Linked DNA regions of Mus musculus: all the other regions are linked to region 1. A link is a contact called in public Hi-C and HiChIP or PLAC-seq data. All regions are on one chromosome and are shown on one strand. The core of a region is the stretch at or near the end of the contact, and the rest is flanking DNA. Distances in the headings are between cores, read along the strand shown.

Region 1 (4,808 bases), core at 1,599-4,098:
ATCACTGTGTATACTATAAGAGGCTGGACCAGAGTTAGGATGTCTAAGTTCCTGCCCTAACTCCACAACTGAAGAGTAGGGATAATCTAAGAATATTATCAGTCTTTCCTGTTATGAGAAACAGCCTTTGTTTTGGTTTGGTTTGTTGTCTCTATCAAAGGTAGCCTTAAGCCACGCCATACCATCTTGTGACATGCCTGTTTGCTCAAGCCTTACACATTTCCAAACTTCATTTTACTCTTTTCCTCAGCACCAGTGACCAGATTGTGAAGACAAACTCCTACCGATGGGCAGAGACACATCAACATTAGGATAAAAGACCGGCCATGGAAGCCATGGACTGCTGCTTGCTAGCCTGGCTCTTGGTGTAGCTTATTTTTAAGTGAGTCCAGTTGTGTGACACTCATATTATTCTCTTCAAACATTGTGGCTTGGTCTCTCCATTTACTTCAAGGGATCCTGTCAGCTTCCTGCTCTGGCACTGCCTGACCGAACACCAGTTTCTTGGGCGCTAAAGAGATTCTGAGTCAGGTATGGTAGTGCACACCTGTAATCTCGGTTCTTGGAAGGTGAGGTAGGATTGCCTGAGTTCCAGGCCAGCATGGGCTACAGGTGAGGCCCTGTCTTAAGCACACGTTAAGAAAGACAAGAGTGTCTTAGAAGGTTACAGTCAGGGCACTCTGCTGCAGTTCTGAGAAGTCCTGGGAGTGACAGGGGCCTCAGCCATCTGCTAATGACACCCTGGCTGCCTTTTCTGTCTTCTCCTAGCATCTCAGCAAGACCAATATTCTCAAGATTTCTCCACTCTCTTCTATGCTATATGAAGTCCTTCCATTTTCTTTTTTTTTTTTTTTATTTCTGTCCTTCCATTTTCTTAATCTGCCTCTCCCAGACCACCACCAAAGCTAACATACACTCCCTAAGCACCTATTGCTTAAAAAGCTTGTATCCATCTCTTATTTTTTTTACCAAAGATTTTATTTATTTCATGTATGTGAGTACACTGTCACTGTCTTCAGACACACCAGAAGAGGGCATCGGATCCCATTACAGATGTTTGTGAGCCACCACGTGGGCGCTGAGAATTGAACCCAGGACCTCTGGGAGAGCAGTCAGTGTTCTTAACCATTGAGCCATCTCTCCAGCCCCCACCTCTATAAATGAACTGCATACCTTACAGATCATGGGATTGCCAATCTACCTCCAAAGTAAGCGCCTGGAGATCAGAGTCGTCTTTCCTGCCTGGCTTCCTGGTGTATGCCTGGTACACCGCTGACCTTTAGTGCATCGTCTGTTTAGATGAAAGAAACAGAAAACAAAAGCAGGCAGTTTTGTGGCAGACCTCCAGCTTCTTTCTGCCTTCTCCCACAGGAAGCCTGTTGTGACCTCTTTCTTTCCTTGAGGGAATTTTACCAGCTTGCTAAGATTCTGGAATAAATGTTTCCCCAAACCTAGTATCCCTATTTTCTGGCTATCCTTTCTCAGTGGTCAGGTGTAAGTTCATTGGAAGACCGGTTTCCTAGAGAAACCAGATTTGTAATCTCTGTAGCCCCACTCCAGTTTGTATAATCTGTGACTAAATTCACACTGTGTCCATATAATGCTCCATGCTTTGCCTGGAGAGTCTTGTTCTCCTCTGTCCAGTTCAGGCCTCTCCCCTCCTCTCCTCCTTAGCATATTATGAATGGCACCCTGTCTCCTGAGGACCCCATCTCTCCAGTCTTTCTCCCCTTCCAATCCAGATCTGGATTATGCTCACCTTCTGCACTCTGTCCCCACAATTCCCAGGCTTAGAACTGGTTAAGCTGCCATCCAGGCTGAGCCATGGTCACTCAGCATCAATACCCTGCAGCTGGTAGGTGGTCTCTGGTCCATTAAACGTCCTCACTGGATGAAACTGGGCCTTTTGGTTTTTACTTTTTTTTTTTTCATTTCATTTCATTTTATTTTATTTATATAGAGTACACTGTAGCTGTCTTTAGACACACCAGAAGAGGGCATCAGATCCCATTACAGATGTCTATGAGCCACCATGTGGTTGCTAGGAATTGAACTCAGGACCTCTGGAAGAACAACCGGTGCTCTTAACGGCTGAGCCATCTCTCCAGCCCAAACTCAGTCTTTTGTGTCTCCTCACTTTCTAATGCTGTTCGGGTATGGAACCAATGAGTCACGGTCCACATTCAAAGAGCCCGTTCAAGGGTGGGGGCGGGGGAGGGGAGGGGAATCTTTCTCTACTGCAGGGGCAGCATTTCCAAGCTGGTTTTAAGAGTGTGTGCGCACCAAAATCCACCCTGAACAACCCGTTCTCTGCCAACTTCTCAGAACCAGCTTAGCTGCTCTCCCAGCTCCAGATGCCTCTGTGGACCCCATCCTGGTGACCAGTGGTCTTTCCAGGGAGCTGGGCAGTGAGGGGGCCCCAGTAGTTCTCTCGGGGAGCTGAACAATGATGGGGTTCCAATGGTCCTCCTGGGGATCTGGACCATGATGGGGTCCTAGTCGTCCTCCTGGGGACATGGACAGTGATGGGACCCCAATGGTCCACCTGGGGAGTTGGACAGTGATGGGGCTTCAGTGGTACACCTGGAGTATTGGGCAGTGATGGAGTCCCAAGGTCCTCCCGTGATGGCCAGTGGTGGGCTGCAGTGGTCCTCTCGGGAATCTGGGTAGTGATGGGTTTCCAATGGTCCTCGAGAGGTGGCATTGGGTGGTCCAGGCCGACCACGCCCCAGCAGGAGGCTGTAAGGGTGTGAAGGCCCGCCCTCTGAGCATCACGCAAGGCATGCTGGGAGGACGCACTTCCTCTCAGGGGCCTCTAGAAACCACAGGTCCAGGCTGCGCCCCCGCAGCCGGCAGGATGGCAGAGGGCAAGGCGGGCGGAGCGGCTGGCCTCTTCGCCAAGCAGATGCAGAAGAAGTTCAGCAGGGCCCAGGAGAAGGTAGGCAGCCTGAGGAGAAAGGGTCCTGCTGCCCCAGAACGGGCGGGGAATGGGTGTCCACGAACATTGGCCGACGTGGGAGAGAAGGGAGCAGCTGAGGAGACAGCTGTTTCGCAGGAGCCTTCGGCAACCCTCAGCCTGACCCAGAAAAGGCGACAGGAAGGAACGAATGGTGGTGGTCAACTTTGTCACAGATTTTGTCCTAGCGCAAAGGCAAGGGTGGCTGGCTGGCGTCTCTCAGGTGATGAATGAGTTGGAAGATACTTGTCCCCAAAGTAAGAGACAGCGGCTGCGGTGGCAGTGAGTCGCCCCACTTAATTTGACTTGGGGGATTCACTGAGGACCAGGACACTGCACAGTTCTCCACACTTGAGTGTTGTTTAAACTGGTGTAAACGGAGGCGGGTGGATAGAAAACGCAAGGCATCCGAGGCTATATTACTGAGTTTAAGACCAGCCTGAGCTACTCTTTACCTCGGGGTGAGCGGGGAGCTCGTGTGTCCAGTAGCCAGCCCCAGTTTCTTACATCTATTCTTTTGCCTTGATGGTGATCCACAGCCTCTGGGTGTCCTTCCCATAATTTGCCAGTCCATTCAAATGATGGGCACACGCCTTTAATCCCAGCCCTCGGGAGGCAGAGGCAGGAGGATCTCTGTGAGCTCAAGATCTGCCTGGTTTACACAGAGACTTCCAGGACAGCCTAGACTACATAGACCCTGTCTCCAAAAAAAAAAAAAAAAAAAAAAAGGGAAAATGGATTATGGAGACACTCTTCACGCTGTTTATTTTATTTGCTTGGTTGTTTTGTTTTTTTGAGACAGGGTCTTACCGTGTTGACTGGGCTGGTCTTGTATTCAAGGTGAGATCTCTAGCTAAGGTCATAGGTATGAACCCCATTCTTACCACCCTTCACATGTTTTTGAGACAGTTTCTTGTACCCCCACCCCCAAACTCACTTTGACCTTGAACTTCTGGTCTCCCGTCTCTCTCTATCTTCTGGGTTGCAAGCATGTGTCATCACATCTCTTAGATGCTGAAGGTTGTACCTACAGCTTCTGGTTGAGGAAACCAGGCACCCTGCCAACTGAGCTCCGTCCCAGCCCCTTCCCTACACACTTAAAAGGCATTGTGATGTTACCTGTCCAGAGTCTTCCTTTGCCTAGCCACCATCTACCCACACTGTAGTAGAAGAGACATGGGCTAAAAGGAGAGGGTTCATGAACTTGAGGCTGTAAAGTACCTAGCACACTTAGCAATGGAAAGATTTGTATTCCCTTGTAAAGGTGGTGCAGAGGCCATTGGAGTAGATCAAGGGCACCCAGCTCCCCCCACATGGGGTTCACATTACTGACGGGGTACAGATGTATGAGGTCCTTGGTGTAAAGGACCACAGGGGAAGGGAGGGGCTCTGTATTCTTCAGTCTTTTAAGATCGTGTGAAAGACAAGAGGAAAATAAAAGTTGTGTGCGCAGCCTTTGTTACTTTTCCTACCTGAACTTTGCCTCTCTGGAGTCTAACAAGACATCTGATAGATCTGAAGGCAGTGCTTATGGGAAGGTCTAGCTATAAATAGGGGGACTGGACAGGACAGGGAACTCACCTAGAGAAAGCTACACTGTGGCTAAAGAAACACAAGACAAAAGACAAAAAAAATAGGAACCAGAAATTTCGTGTATTGAGGGCTGGCAGGTGTGGCTCAGTGTTGGAGCAGGTACCTAGCCGCAGGCAGTCCTGGGTACCACAAAAGAAAACATTTTAAATGAAAACTGGAGCGTATCAGTTTTTTTTTTTTTTTTTTTTTTTTTTTGCTTTCTTCCTCTGGCCTTTTGTCAACGTGAGGCCTTTGGAGTCAGAGTCATCTAAGCCTCCTT
Region 2 (4,808 bases), core at 1,096-3,595, 63 kb before region 1:
CACCACGCCCGGCTTAAACAAGTCTCTCTTACATAGCTCTCTGCCCAGGTTCATTCTGGAGAAAGGCAAGGTTATTCCAGTGTGGGGCTCTGTTCCTCCACCAAATTGTTGTTGTTGGGTTTTTGTTCTGTTTTGTTTATTTTCTTTTTCTTTTTTTAAAATATATTTTGTTCTTTTTTAAAATATTTATTTATTATATGTAAGTACACTGTAGCTGTCTTCAGATACTCCAGAAGAGGGAGTCAGATCTCGTTACGGATGGTTGTGAGCCACCATGTGGTTGCTGGGATTTGAACTCCGGACCTTCGGAAGAGCAGTGAGATGCTCTTACCCACTGAGCCATCTCACCAGCCCTGTTTTGTTTATTTTCAACACAGAGTTTCTCTGTGTAACAGCCCTGGCTGTCTGGAACTCCTCAAACTCAGAGATCTCAGAGATCTGCCTGCCTCTGCATCTCACGTGCTGGGGTTAAGTGTGTACACTATCACTGCCAGCTCATATTTTTAACATGTTGAGTTAAAACATCATTTCTCGGCAGGGCATGGTAGTGTGTGCCTGCAATCTTATCACCTGGAAGCAAAAGGCAGGAGAATCACAAGTTCAACAACATCTTTGTCTAAATAATGAATTCCAGGCCAACCTGAACTGCACAAAACCTTGTCTCTCACATATATAAATACACATTTCTCTTGATTATTGGGTACTTTGCCCCCTAAATTTTCCACATAAGACAAATATCTCATTTGCTATACTCTAGTACTGACCTCTACCCAGGCTTAAATCCTCTTATAACCGTCAGGCTCCCCAGTCTGACCACTGGGATCTAGAAAAGAGCGAAGGCTTGCCTGTCTTTGTATCTCCGTGTACCTGTGCTCACACAGAGGCCAGCACAGCAGACTTCAACAGTATTTAGAGGCCAGATACGGTGGTACCCCACTGTTTGAGGCAGGAGGATGTAACCCTGTGACAGGGCCACAGATCTTAGCACAGTTGACCCCGTGATGGAAGCACCATCCAGAGTGTGAAACTCAGCCCGTAGACAGCACCACCTGCAACTAAAACAGACCTAATCCACCTAAGTCCACGGCTCTGGGAAAGTCTCAGAGCGTACTAACCTTGCTTTGGCTTCTGTAGTTCTGCTTCTAGCTAACTGTTCTTGCTAACTGAAATGTGTCAACAGAATGTGGTTTTTATCCTTAAAGAGAAAAGACTTGGCTACACAGGGATCTCGTTATAACACCCAGTGTCCTGCTGGCCGGGGCCGGCTAATAGACTTCGTATCGGTTTAAACTGTGTGTGCGCAGTCATCTCTGGTGGACACCACAGAGCAGCTCTAGGCCAGCTTGAGTTGTATATAAATAAAAACCCTATTTCAAAGCACCAACAACCATAACAAAACAATCTTTAAAGGAAGGAAGGAAGGAAGAGGAAGGAAGGAAGGAAGGAAGGAAGGAAGGAAGGAAGGAAGGAAGGAGAAAGCCACCAACAACACTGTAGGATTAGAAGGTAGTGTTGTTTATTATTTACCAGAGACTAAAAGCATTAAAAAAATAAACAAACCGCACTTTGTTTTGGGTTTTGGCTGTTGTTTTAGAGTTGGGTTCTGGTTTGGTTTGGAGATAGGGTCTCATGTTCCTGAGTCTGGCCTGGATGTAGCCAAGGACTCCGGATCTCTCTTGCTTCCAACTCCCAGACACTGGGATTACAGTATACGCCACTGGCTTCAGATTTTTGGTTTTGTTAGGCTGGCCTCAAACTTACTTTGCAGTCAAGACGACCTTTAACCTCCTGACTTTTTTAAAAGTTTATTTACCCTTTATTTTATGTGCACTGGCATTCTGCCTGCATGTACATCTATGTGGGCACGTCAGATCTTGGAGTTACAGACAGTTGTAAGCTGCCATGTGGGTGCTGGGATTTGAACTCCGTTCCTCTGGAAGAACAGTCAGTGCCCTTAACCCAGTCCGCACTTCTAACCTACATCATCACACTTCTGTGATTTCTGGCCTATGCTGGTGTGGTATCTGGGGATCAAACTCAGCTCATTGGGATTGTACTTTTCCCCACAGAGGCACCTCGCCTGGCCCCCACAAGTGTTTCTGGATAAGAGGCTAGCCCTCTCTGTGAAGGGCAAGACTCCCCTCCCCTGAGTCTGCCACACTCAGAAGCCGCTGTCTCTCTCCAGGGCCTGAGAGTGGGAGGAAGGGAGCCATAAGGGGCAGAACTGACGTCACCAGCTCACAAAGCTGCCTTGTCTCTCTGCTTCAGCAGATCTGCTCCTCACTGAACTTCCTGCGCTATGGTGGGGAAGCCCCTTGAAAAAAAGAAAAAAGGAGACGGAAGTGCAGAGCACTCCAAACCAGAACCTAAATGGTAGAGCAACAAACAGCAGCCTGTGCGGGAAGATAATGAAATTTACAAAGCTTCTAGGAAGGCCCATCTCAAGTCCTTGCAGCTGAGAGAATCTGAGCCTGCCACCTCAGAAGTGCCTAAGGATGGTTGTGAGCATGTGTGGATGACTTCTTCAGGAGCCGGACAGCAGGTTGGGAGGCATCTTGTCCTGGTGCCCGATTTTCCCTTTATTTAGTACACATATAAACTTGTCATTTAACAGAAATCATGTTCTTTTCTTTTCTTTATTAGTACCGTGGGTGTGAGTGAGTGTGGGTGCTTGTGTGGAGAACAAGGACAACTTTTGGGAATCGATTCTCTTACCATGTAAGTTCTGGGGACTAAACTCAGGGATCAGAGGTTGCACAAGTGCTTTCACCTGCTGAGACACATCGATGCCCCTCCCCCCTTTTTGAGTTAGGGTCTCATGCAGCCCACAATGGTCTCAAACTTATTTAGCCAACAGTGACCTTGAACCCTGATCCTCCTGTCTCCCTCTCTCAGCTGCTTGGATTGGAGGTGTGTGTCACCGTGTTCAATTAATGAAAGCCAAATTTTAAGTGGGCTGCCACCAGCGGAGGTCAGGGTGTCCCCTTCTGCCCTGTGGTGCATCAGAACCTTCCCATGCAGTGGGGAAGGGAGCCCTCCCCAACCCCTGCTAGGAGAGAACGCAGTGTTTTAGGGATAAGTCTACAGCAGGCACCTCCAAATTAGACAGCTAGTCATTATGAAGACTTAAGTCACCTTTAAAATCATAGTCAGGCATGGTGGTTCATTTGTCTAATCCCAGCACTTGAGAGGCTGACTCACGAGGATTGAGACCAGCTTGGCTAGCTACAGGAGGCCTTTTCTTGAAATGCAAAAATGAAAGGGGGGGTGGCTCACACCTTTAATCCCCACACTAGAGAGGTAGAGGCAGGTGGATCTCTGAGTTTGAAGCCAGCCTGATTTACATAATGAATTCTCAGACAGCTAGGGTTACTTAGAGAGATTCTGAATCAGATAGATAGATAGATAGATAGATAGATAGATAGATAGATAGATAGATAGATGACCTCTGACCTGCATGTACAACACACACACACAAATCACTAAAAGAAACAGATTGAAAATGATCAAAGTGCATTATATATACATCTACGAAGTGTCATAATGAAACCTTTGTTTCCCATAACTAATGAACGCTAATCAACTTCTTATTCCCAAAGTGAACTCATTAATAACAGCTTCAGAATTTGAGGTACACACATCGGCTGGCACTCCTCGAAAAGCCAAACAGTCTCTTTCACGCTCCAAGGCAGAGTAAGAGGTCATGAGCCTACCCTGGAGCAGTCTGAGGTCCCTCAGGTCAAGTTGGGACCTGACTAAGATCACACAGTGCTGAAGGTCGAAGAGCTAAGTGAAAGGGAGGTGGGAGCAAAGGCCAAACCACCGAGTCTCACACCCAAGGGACGAGAAGCAAAGACAGCGGCGGCCCATTATCTGCAGCAGGAAATGTTGGTGATCCCAAAGCCTGGTAAAGTGTCACCCTTCACCTAAGTAAGCAAGCTCAGTAAACTTCCCCGCTGTGATCTCCTGGCCTTCCCAGAATGCCTCTGGTCCCCTCTGAGCGCTCAATTCAACGACAGGGGTGCTGGGTCCTGGCCCCTGAGCCTTAGAGACTCAAAACTGCAAAGCCATTTTAACATCAACCAAAACAGAAAGATCCATTCCATTTCCCCCCCCCCCCCCCGTGGTGTTTGTTTGTTTTTTGGAGGCAGAGTATCGATATTCATCTCAAGCTTCCTTTCACTGTGTTGTCTGCAGCCACAGATCCTCCTGCATCCTCCTGCTTCCGAAATGCTGGGATCAATGTCTACCAGAAAGCATCCGAACTTGGGGATCATGGTACATCACTTCTGTAATCTCAGAGCTGCAGACGCCGAGGCCAGAGGATCAGGAGCACAAGGCCATCCTCGAGTCTATGGAGAATTTTGGTTTCTTTTAAAACCCAGTTATGTTGTGGGAATGAGTGTGTGTGTGTGTGTTGTGTGTGTGTCTATACCTATCTATCTTGCCCCAGAGAACCAGAACCCCTAATCATCAAGAAGTAGTCTATATACACCCCCTTTCTCCTCTAACTTCTTTCTCTCCAACCTACTGTTGGGGTTTGTAATAAAAGTCGGGAGGTAGACGTATAAGAACCTAATAAAGTAGTTTTTTTTTTTTTTAAAAAAGCCAAAACTCAACTATATTATGTAGGGAGTTCAAGACTACCTTTGTCCACTTGAGACTCTTTCTCAGAAAACACACATGAGGGCTGGAGAGATGGTTTGTTGGTGAAGAGCAATTGCTGCTCACTGCTGTATAGCTCGGGGTTCAGGTCCCATCACCCCTGTAAAGCCAGGCATCTGCCTCTAACCAGCTCTGAGGGATTA
Region 3 (4,808 bases), core at 1,382-3,881, 37 kb before region 1:
CTAGCTCGTCCCCTTCGTTTTCTGGGCCCTGATTTGAGAATGTGTGCTATTTCCCTGACTGGAGGAATGTCCTTGCCCATGGTGACATTCATCGTCACATGTCTGCATGTGATCCTAGAGACACGCTATCCAAAACCCTTCCTCAGGCCTGACGCTGAGTGCTGTTACCTGGGGAACAGAAAACCAACCTTTGCACGTCTGTCCACACAGGATAAAATTGCCCACACATTTGACTGTTTGATCAGATTAACCGGTTCTTATTACACACACACAAGGGCTGTGTCTCTGAGGGACAGTGTTCCTGCTTTCTGTCCTCCTACCCAGGTGCCCCACAGCAGCCCTGTAACCATGATTATATGAGTATTTGATACTTGGAGCCTGAGTCCAGCCTGGACCACATAGTGACACCGTGTCTTTAAAAAAAAAAAAAAAAAGCCAAGCTCACAAATGATCTGATTGACAGTTTTAAGTGATAACTCTGAGGCATAGGAAGAAGGAAGGAGGGGCAGGGGGAGGGGGAGGAGGGAGCCAAGAATATAATTCAGTCAGTACAGTGCTTGCTTTAGCATGCACAAGGTCCTGGGTTCAACCTATAGCATGGCATTAACCGAGCATGATGCCACATGTGTGTAATGCCAGGGTACCGGAGGTGGACACAGAAGGATCAGACACTCAGGGCGGGTTTGAAACCAGGGGCAGGAGAGAGGCCAAGGCCTGAAGGAGAGATGACTCGACACTTATGAGCACTGGCTGCTCTTTCCGAGGACCTAGGCTACATTCCCAGCAGCCACCTGGCTGGTCACAACTCCTACTCTAGGGGATCCAACACCTTCTTTTGGCCTCCACAGAAATGACACATAGCATAATGCATATATAACGTGATGCACAGACATACATGCAAGCAGAAACATCACAAAGTATTTTTATTTGAAACTCAAAAAAAAAAAAAAAAAAAAAAAAGGAAAAATAAAGAGTTGGAGGCTGTCCTGGCTGAGAGACTCTGAAGAGAAAGTAGGGAGAGCTCTGGAGCTAGGGCAATGTCCTGTGGCAGAGCACTCAACCTGGCATGCCCGAGGCTCTGAACTCTGGCTCCAGCACCATCAGACAGTAAAGAGACAGAGGAACCTGCAGGCACGGTGGTGGTGGTGTTTAGTTGCTTGGTTGGTTTGGTTTTGGTGTTTTTCAAGGCAGGGTTTCTCTGTGTAGCCCTGGCTGTCCTGGAACTCACTCGTAGACCAGACTGGCCCCAAATTCAGAGATCCACCTGCCTCTGCCTCCCAGGCCAGAAAACTGCAGTTTAAGGTTGCTTCCATATCTAGAACATTCTGGGAGACAATATGGAGAAGAGTCTGGAAGAGCAGTTGACTGTTATAACTAAGGCGACCATAGGAACAGGTTAAAAACTAATCCGGTAGGGAAGGGGCAGGGAGAACTCAGCTTGGCTCAGGGTGGAGTGGATAACGGGTGCTGGTGCTGAGGTCATGTGGGGATATGGGGTAGGGCATGGACTGAGGTGCAGAGTTTTGTTCAGGTTTGAGGTAAGTTAGCTTTCTGTCAGACATCCAAGTGAAGACTGCGAAGTTAGGAGGGAAGTCCTGGGTGCACAGTATGAGCCATGGGCTGTGTAGTGTGAGCTGTGGGCTGCACAGTGTGAGCCATGGGCTGTGCATGTGAGCCATGGGCTGTGCAGTGTGAGCCATGGGCTGCGCAGTGTGAGCTGTGGGCTGCACAGTGTGAACCATGGGCTGTGAATGTGAGCCATGGGCTGTGCAGTGTGAACCATGGGCTGTGCAGTGTGAGCCATGGGCTGTACAGTGTGAGCCATGGGCTGTGCAGTGTGAGCCATGGGCTGCAAAGTGTGAGCTATGGGCTGTGTAGTGTGAGCCATGGGCTGTGCAGTGTGAGCCATGGGCTGTGGAGTGTGAGCCATGGGCTGTGCAGTGTGAGCCATGGGCTGTGCATGTGAGCCATGGGCTGTGAATGTGAGCCATGGGCTGTGCAGTGTGAGCCATGGGCTGTGCAGTGTGAGCCATGGGCTGTGCATGTGAGCCATGGGCTGTGCAGTGTGAGCCATGGGCTGTGCAGTGTGAACCATGGGCTGCAAAGTGTGAGCTATGGGCTGTGTAGTGTGAGCCATGGGCTGTGCAGTGTGAGCCATGGGCTGTGGAGTGTGAGCTATGGGCTGTGGAGTGTGAGCCATGGGCTGTGTAGTATGAGCCATGGGGCTGTGCCATGTGAGCCGTGAGCTGCATGGGGTAGAAGAAAGGGGCATTTACCTCTTGACCTGAGGAGTAAGGTTGGGTGGTAGTGGCAGACCATGGCAACTAAGCCTGAGGGACCATATGCTGGCCCTCCTGTCTCTTACTCAGCTGTGCTATATTCTTTCCTGGGTCTTTTTTTTCCAGTAACTCCAGAGGTGGGACAAACAGCAGGTAGGATAGACAGACAGAGGACTGTTGCAGAGAGTTGTCTGACTGTCCTTCAAGGGCCTGAGGACCAGAACCTGCAGCCTCTAGCCCAGCCTCCTGAGACTAGAAGGAAGGCGTGGGAGAGCTGTATAGCACAGGGCCCTTGAAGTCACAGCTCAGTGCTTCTCACTGTCTAACCACACAGCCCGCTTCCTGTGATGCTTGCCCGTGAGTTATCTCCACCAAGGCTTCCTCTGGGGAACTAAGTGGGGTCTCAGGGAGGCTTCCGCTGAGCTGCTGAGAGGATGAAGGCCCAGCTGGGTTCCTCCCTTCCTGTCAGCAACACCAGGTTGTGGCCGGGTTGTGGCTCACATGTCCCATGACGGCAGGCCTTCCCTACGAAGGCCAGGGTCCAGCATCGCACAGTGCATTGCAGACACTTGCTAAGTCATTGCAGTGTTGAAGCCACCATAGAAGGCTAAATTGGAGCAGCCAGATTCTGGCACCAGAGACAAGTGGCTCCGTTTCTGGAGTAAGACAAGTCCCCCTCTCGGGTGACTGCCTGAAGTGTTTCATTTGCAAGGCTAGTGGGTCAGGGACACTTGCCTACCAGGAGGACTGGAGAAGACAAAGCAGAAGAGCTCAAGTTTCAAATTGTAGTTTCTTTCCCTGGGGCTCTGCTCTCCCAGGCAGTAACCAAAGGGGAGCTTGGCGGAATAAATCCCTTTCACACTCTTCTCCTTGGGGTCTGGCACAGGGAGAAGCATAAAGACTGGAGATAACTTAGGAGGGGTTGGGTGGGGGCAAGAGATCCCCTCAACCCAAGCTGCTCATGCTTGTTAAGTCCCTGTGGGTGCCCTCTTGGCTCCTGGAGGAGGTATATCTTCTCACAAAGGCTGGTTAGGATCCTGTTGTCATCATGGTAACTAGGATAACCTGAGCTCCAAGTCTTGACTTTGTCTGTTAACCCTAGGGTAGGTAGGTATGCCCTGTTCCACAGTGTAAGCTTCATAGAGAGATGGAGAAATGAAGTCAGTGTGAAAGCACCAGCTTTAGTGACTGGCACATAGTAGGTGCTCAGGTATTTGGGTGTATGTGTGTGTGTCTTTGATATTAGTGACAACAATAGAGAGATGGGGAAATGAAGCCAGCATGAAAACACCTGCATTAGTGACTGGCACATAGTAGGTGTTCAAGTGTGTGTGTGTGTGTTTGATATTGTGACTTACAAAGCATTGTGTACAGAGGAAGGCCCAATTGTGAACCCACAATCGGAAGGGAAGGACACAATTGTCAGAGACATCCTCCACTGCCAAAACAGCATGCGCCTCCATTCTACAGTTAAGAACTAGGGGAGGGCTGGAGGGACTGTTCAGGAATTAAAAGCATACACTGGGTTTCTGGAGGACCCAAGATTGGCACACTGGGCGCCTCAAACCTGCCTCTTAACTCCAGCTCCAAGGGATCCGACATCCTCTGCATCATTGTACTTGCGGGCACAGACACACACACACACACACACACACACACACACACACACACACACACACATACACACACACGTGCATTTTTTTTTTTTCGAGACAGGGTTTCTCTGTGTAGCCCTGGCTGTCCTGGAACTCACTCTGTAGACCAGGCTGGCCTCGAACTCAGAAATCCGCCTGCCTCTGCCTCTGGAGTGCTGGAATTAAAGGTGTGTGCCACCATACCCGGCTACGTGTGTAATTTTAACACAGACATACACACATGTGCATAATTTTGACAATCTTTTTTCAAAAAACAGAAGCTGGATGAAGTGATACAATGTCTTTTTAATTGCAGCACGGGGGAGGCAGAGGCAGGGGGAATCTGAGGCCAGTCTGGTCTACAGAGCAGGTTCCAGGACCGTCAAACTTAACAGTTAAGACATAAGATGGAGGATGCTCCAAATGGAGTCCTTTGAAGTAAAACTATGTTCTGTGTCCTGAGGATTTCAGATGGAGTCCCAGGGTCCTTAGGAATGTATCTCTATCCACTGTGGCCAAAAGAAGCCCCCACACTAGGCAGGCGCCTACCGCTGAACATTACCCACAGTCTCTTTTAGTATTTTAAATCTGCTTGGCTTGTTTTACTCTCCCTGAAGAGTCCCATACACAGGGCATAAAGTCAAAGATTAGGCCTGTGCGGGGCAGTGTAGCTTAGTGGTGGAGCACTTGGCCCTGGCTTAAATTCCCAACACCTCAAGGAGTGGGGGATGGGGGAAGATGGCCACAGACGTTGGTGCTGGCAAGCCTGTTCTCAAGGGGGCCTGGCCACAGACAGGGTTTCCCACCTGCCTGTCTTTCCATCTCTGCCCTCACCTTCTGTGGGCAGTTTTTGGGGAGTACTTGGGGGTAATACCCACAAGGGATTAGTGAGGTG

Evidence for each region. A called contact is a pair of places that touch in the nucleus more often than the background predicts. HiChIP or PLAC-seq counts read pairs in DNA pulled down with a chosen protein or histone mark.
Region 2: a contact with region 1 is called in an H3K27ac HiChIP or PLAC-seq map of embryonic stem cells, with 6 read pairs. The contact joins the promoter of I730030J21Rik here to the promoter of Bin2 in region 1. A contact is called at or near these places in 2 of 39 promoter capture datasets (the HPC-7 cell line and hippocampal neurons), 9 of 484 Hi-C or Micro-C datasets (B cells, CD4 T cells, CD8 T cells and 5 more), 4 of 115 datasets of contacts at active chromatin or transcription factors (CD8 T cells, the HPC-7 cell line, effector CD8 T cells and 1 more) and 3 of 9 other capture datasets (adipose tissue, liver and pancreatic islet).
Region 3: a contact with region 1 is called in a Hi-C map of natural killer cells, with 5 times the contacts expected there. The contact joins the enhancer-like site here to the promoter of Bin2 in region 1. A contact is called at or near these places in 1 of 39 promoter capture datasets (hippocampal neurons), 1 of 15 datasets of contacts at CTCF or cohesin (CD8 T cells), 5 of 484 Hi-C or Micro-C datasets (CD4 T cells, CD8 T cells, Th1 cells and 2 more), 7 of 115 datasets of contacts at active chromatin or transcription factors (CD8 T cells, the HPC-7 cell line, the SCID.adh cell line and 3 more) and 4 of 9 other capture datasets (adipose tissue, bone marrow-derived macrophages, liver and 1 more).

What each region holds. Positions count from the first base shown.
Region 1 is chr15:100,667,543-100,672,350 of GRCm38.p6, reverse strand. Bin2 (bridging integrator 2) reads left to right here and starts at 2,848. Exons shown (of 11, transcript NM_001270537.2): 1 at 2,848-2,938. The coding sequence starts at 2,858.
Region 2 is chr15:100,730,274-100,735,081 of GRCm38.p6, reverse strand. I730030J21Rik (RIKEN cDNA I730030J21 gene) reads left to right here and starts at 2,345. Exons shown (of 3, transcript NR_045782.1): 1 at 2,345-2,542; 2 at 2,644-2,718; 3 at 4,198-4,577.
Region 3 is chr15:100,704,289-100,709,096 of GRCm38.p6, reverse strand. The region is part of intron 4 of Galnt6 (polypeptide N-acetylgalactosaminyltransferase 6); the gene reads left to right. Among named protein-coding and RNA genes, the nearest start is that of Galnt6os, 11 kb to the right of the region's middle. Within about 2 kb of position 2,631, at least 112 of the 459 cell types and tissues checked have an H3K27ac peak or open chromatin away from gene starts, as enhancers often do. A contact at or near this core is called in CD8 T cells, the HPC-7 cell line, the SCID.adh cell line and 4 more, where this site is marked.